Linked DNA regions of Mus musculus: region 1 is linked to region 2. Evidence: chromatin contacts called from public Hi-C data. All regions are on one chromosome and are shown on one strand. Each heading gives the region's core, a stretch centred on a gene start, on an enhancer-like site or on the middle of the called end of the contact. The rest is flanking DNA. Distances are from core to core; before and after follow the strand shown.

What was found. Hi-C and Micro-C count contacts between places; a contact is called where the count stands out from the background.
Region 1: a contact with region 2 is called in a Hi-C map of myocytes, with 3 times the contacts expected there. The contact joins the enhancer-like site here to the promoter of Myoz2 in region 2. A contact is called at or near these places in 1 of 15 datasets of contacts at CTCF or cohesin (the NIH/3T3 cell line), 3 of 484 Hi-C or Micro-C datasets (the C2C12 cell line, cardiomyocytes and myocytes), 1 of 115 datasets of contacts at active chromatin or transcription factors (cardiomyocytes) and 2 of 9 other capture datasets (adipose tissue and liver).

Annotation. Positions count from the first base shown.
Region 1 is chr3:123,150,440-123,153,171 of GRCm38.p6, forward strand. All of the region lies in intron 1 of Synpo2 (synaptopodin 2), which reads right to left. Among named protein-coding and RNA genes, the nearest start is that of Synpo2, 84 kb to the right of the region's middle. Within about 2 kb of position 1,397, at least 13 of the 459 cell types and tissues checked have an H3K27ac peak or open chromatin away from gene starts, as enhancers often do. A contact at or near this core is called in myocytes, where this site is marked.
Region 2 is chr3:123,033,725-123,036,469 of GRCm38.p6, forward strand. Myoz2 (myozenin 2) reads right to left here and starts at 1,263. Exons shown (of 6, transcript NM_021503.2): 1 at 1,096-1,263; 2 at 468-556. The coding sequence starts at 543.

The DNA of each region.
Region 1 (2,732 bases), core at 147-2,646, 120 kb after region 2:
AAAGTTAGGATAATAATATGCAGCTTTCATGCTATGGAAAACGCAGAAGTCAAATAAAAAGCCCACACATAGTGGTCATGCATATTGCCTGGGTCTCCACAGTACTTCGATCTTATCAAAAGTTTTGATGAGTATTATCACTAGCTCATGCCCAGGTTGGGAGATGAGAGAGGCCACATGCGCTGTCTCCACGCACACTGACTGTGTCTGCTTAGATGGCAATCTAACTAAATAGTCTTAGAAACCCTCTTCTCTTCAAGTGAGTCACTGCTAAATAAGGAAATGGATCTCGGACTGGCAAGTGGCTCAGATGGTAAAAGCCCTTGCTTGGCTCCGAACCTGACGACCTAATTTAATCTCCAGATTTCACATAAAAAGCCAGATGTCGTGACACACTTACTCAGTCCCAGAATTCCTAGTTTGGGGTGGGAGTTAGAGACAGGAAAAGTGACCAGAAGCTCACAAGCCAGCTAGGCTATTGTGTAATGCAGCAACAAGAGGAAGAGAGAACTGATTCTTGAAAGGTGTACATACATACATACACACACAGACACACACACAGACAGACAGACAGACAGACAGACACATACACACACACACACATACACACACACCCCACAGGAAGAATAAATAAATGAATGAAGGAAGAAAGATCGGATGGACCTGGATCCTGTCCATTTTAACAAGTGAAATAAGAAGAGTTAAAAGCAGTATGCCTGGTTCTCACCAAAGCAAAATTCTAAAAAATAAAAAGCAAGTTCTACCTGGCATTATTTGGACATTCTATTCTATGCCATGAAAGAAAATAAACTTTATCCTGCTCCTAGAAGAAAATCATAGATTATCTTTTATTCTACAGATATTAATTTGTCCCACGAACACGATTTAAACTTCTTAAACTTCTTCCAATAAATATCCAAGTAACTCATTAGAGATTATATTTGTTTGCATTTTCACATGAAGCAGCCACACAGATGCTGAGAAATCCGAATGACTTCGGCTTGGCATAACTCAGCGAAGTTGCTCTCACTTTATGAGTGGAACCTGAGACCCATTTGCAATACCCAGAAACGGACAGTAGCAATCCACTGCTGCTTCCTGGCCTTTCAGAGGTGTTGGTAGGGGGAGCTCTTGGAAGCTGAGAGAGAGCAATACAATTATCAAATGGAAAAAAAAAGGTTTTCTCTGGCTCCTCCCACACAGCCTGAGCGTTTGTTCAATGTCGAGGTAAGGTGGAGAGGAACGCCCTTGTACACCACCAGCTAGAAATGGAGTCTGGAGAGAAAAGCGGGCAAAACTGGGTGCCAAGTCTCCTCAGAGAACTGTGCTCTGCACAATACAAGGTGGCATGAGTCAATACTAAAGGCACCCCAGAAGCTGTCAGACATGAAACCATAGACCATTGCTATTATTAGAAATAACCACATATGGTGGTTACCATGTCTCAGACTTGGAAGGAGCCAGTGACATTTCACATAGAAAGTTTGGGTACCATCAGTGTGCAGCCAATGGTGGGGTCAAGTTTTGGGGGGCTACTTTTAAGATTCATGAACTCTCAGAAATGAGGCAGTCTAAACTATTCATACCTTATCTGGGTTGTCGAGGTGCCTAGCCCTTGTTGGCAATCTTCAATGTTCAGAGTACTCAGGGTGCCCTAGAAGGACAGGCACACGGCATTCTTGGCACAGAAATTCTAATTTGAGTTGACATTTTAAGAGACCATTTTTGCTTTATGTACCTTGACCCATAAAAAATAAACAGATAGAAGTCTTAAGCGGCTTTCTAAGTTGTATGTTTTCTATCACACTTCACTATGTAATGTTGGAGACTAAGGGGAAAGATGCACAGATTGGAAATATATTCTGTGTGCAGGTGTCAGGTAGCTGACTGATTTCAGAAAGGCATGGATTTGGGGGTGTTCAGGAATATTCAACCTTTTGACTTTGTGGTCAAAATGTGTTGGGCCACATGCGTAGCTACCACGGGATGCATATTGCCCATGGGCTGCAGGTTGGATGTACCCAATTTAAATACTAATCCTAATCTGTAAAGGGGCTCCAAACTCTAAAAACCAAATGTCTTCTGGGATAAAAACTGGGGCTTTGGGTGTACATGGAATTGTAGGAAGAAGGAAGCTTTCTTCATAAAGTTACATACTCATCTGTAGAATTTCTAATTATAAAGATGATTTATTTATTTGATGTGTTATAAATGTTTTGCTCACATGTTTGTTTGTGCACCATGTATGTGCCTGGTGCCTGTGGAGGCTGGAAGATGGCATCAGGTCCCCTGGAGCTGGAAATGTGGACAGATGGTTGTGAGCAGTCAGGTGAATGCTGGGAACTGAACCCGGGTCCTCCGCAAGAGCAGCCAGCGCTCTTAAATGTTCAGCCATCTCTCTTACCATTCTAGACTTTCTAATTTTAATTTAATGAACAGTCCGAGGAGAATCTAGTAGAGTCAGTGACTGCTGCATGGCCAGTCACTTTGGAGGATTAAACAGCTGACCTCCCCCTTCTCTTCACATTATTACGGGCAACAGAATTATGCAGTAAACAATGATGTTCGTGTAAAATATAGCTCAGCAACCTGGGATGACCATGAGGGCGGCCAGCTATGGACGGCATGATACAGAATTAGATCCTAGATCAGGGATAATGTAAGGACACAGAACCCAGCCCTGCACAGGGCCCAGTGCAGCTAGCAGATGATAAACAAGACTCCTCTGGATG
Region 2 (2,745 bases), core at 13-2,512:
GTCAGGGTTAAACACTGAACATGAAATTCTATGCAGTCAGTTGTTTGTTTTGAAAAATTTCAAAGGCTGGTAGAACGTATTTTGAATTTTTTAAGTAATACAAAGTAAAAGTAATCACGAAAGAACAAAAAAGATAGGGCTGTGTGACCATTGTCTATAAGCAAACAAAATTAACAAGCATCAAGTTCACTGATAATGTGAGAGGCGGGCCCGGGAGTGAGCATCAGCTGTCAGCTTGCTTCATTCCTTCTGCAGCAGTTGTTCATCTGAAAATAGCTTTCAGATGAGGAAGGATGGCTGCAAAGGGATGCATTGCCATAGGCTTCTCTACAGCGACCACCCCCAAGCCCCCCAGGCGTCTCACGTTTGTTATGGTAGACAGGAAGTAAACTATAGAATATTAACATCAGAAAGGACCTAAATCCGTGCCATGCTACATTAAGACGATGAAGAGCTTTTAGTGGTACCATGTCCATGGATTTCCTTCGTGATGGCTGATGCTTGCTGTTTCCTTTGCTTCACCATGGCACTATGTGATAGCATAGTTTTTTGTTCCCTGTTGAAAGTAAGGGGACATGATTGAGGCAGTGTGAAGGGTTCTTTACAATCATCCTTTCTGAAAGAGAAAATCTCCCTTCGTTAGTACGAATCAGCTACTGCTTTTTTACTGAAAGGCCAACATAGACTGCTTGTCTGTCTACACTGCACATGCCTATCAGCAGCTCATGTCCCAGGGCAGAGGGTGACAGTCTCCGACCCAGCCTCTGTACATGACCCAGTACATTGACCACTATGCATTGAGGAACAGGGAGGGGGCCAGCCTCCTTGCTCTCCCCTCTCTTTCCTACATGTTATTTCTCATCTGACAGTGCTTCTCTCCTGGCTGTCATCCCACGAGCATCAGGAGACATCACTCCCAGCAAACTCTTAAGAGTGAGGAAGAGGTCACATTCAGCCAGACTATTTGGTACATTTTAAGTCAGCGTTGAAAGCTACCCTTTACAGCAAAGGGTTACCATCCTTTTATGAGTCACATAACTCTGAACCTCTGGGGCCAACTGACTAATAAAACATTTTAGGAAACCGTCCACTCACCTTGCTGTCAGGCTGCGCTTTTCAGCAGGGGTGAATCCCAATTGTGGAGGAAGGCACTGAAGGTGGAATATGACGGCACTTGGGCCCAATGGGTTTTATCCTTGAACCTGGAACGGCATGGTCCCTCGATCTGACTCAAACAGGGGACTGAGCCTTTCTGAGAAGACTGGCATCCAGCTGACATCAACTGGCTATATATAGCACCAAATACTTTAGCTACTCATATCTTCCTGGCGAAAGGGAGGGACGGGGACACATTGGGTTCTCTCTATTGTATTTCTGGCCTCTGAGATAGTTGAATGAAATATTCATTCACTGGGCCTGAAGAATGTTTTTACTGAACACTTTCCGTTGGAAAGTACCACAGCCAAAATGGATTTAAAAACTTTCTGAAGATGTAGTTCTTATCCCATACCTTAGTCGAGGGGATAAGAGATGTATATTAATTAGAGCAAAATGACAAATTATTCATAATAAAAATGAACAGTAGGGGCCCTGGAAAGATGGCCCAGTGGTTAAGAACACTTGCTATCTTTCAGGGGATCTGGGTTCAAGTCCCAGTCACCCACATGGTTGCTCACAACTGCCTGTAACTCCAGCTCCAGAGGATCAGACATTGTTTTTCTGGCCTCTTCCAGTATCTGCATGGACACACACACACACACACACACACACACACACACACACATGGAGGGGGGAGACCTAGCAGAAAGGGAGGGGAGGTGGGGAAGGGGGTAGTAGGGAGAGAGAAGAAAAAACCTTTTTAAAAATGAACATTATGGCCAATATCTATGGTACCTCACCACGAACAAAGGCTGTGATGAGTTTGTCAACAGAGCCAGCCCGTAAGCAAAGGTGAGAATTGTTGCAGCTTTTAACAATAGGTAATATTTGAATGGGAATATAAAGAGAGTTTCACATCGGCCAAGCCATGAAGCTCAAGGCTTCTAACTGGATCATACTTTGGAAGACATCCATAGAAGTTGCCTCTGCAAAGTTGCCCAGCCTCTCCCAGGTCTGGAGGGAAGGAAGGACTTCTGCCTCAAGGAATTATAACAGGAAAAGTTCTCAGAGTCAACCACCTTGGCTTCCTGGCTGGATTTTGATCACAGGGTCATAGTTTTCCTATCCTGTGTGGTATTTTCCTTTTACGATTCCTTATTTTCTGGAACACACTTCCCAATTCACCTGGCTCACTTCTTCCAGGTTCAGAGTTCACAGTGTGGCATGTCGAGGGCTTGGTATTAAGTCCTCATGACACCTTACCCCAACCATCCTGCTTACATTACACTGCATCACTGACTGATCTCTCATGCATTTTTCTTAGTGTCTTGAAACCAGTCAAGAGGAACATCCTATGTGAGTGAGGGACAGACTCAACCCCCACTGAAACAGCCAACCGACAATGAGGTGGACTTTTGTTTGTCTCCCAAGAAAACTTAATCCAGAGTGAGGAACTCTGGGTAGGGCTGATCTACCTGACTTTGCCTTCCTTCTTCTTGCTCCATTATCCCTAAAATGCAGATCTCTGAGGCCTCTATTTTATCCATCCAGAAAAAAGAAAAGAACACTCCCTCTTCTTCAGAAGGTGTCTGAATATTGTTTATATCTCTCCTGCTTATATCCATGGGACAAAGGTTAGCCATTCAG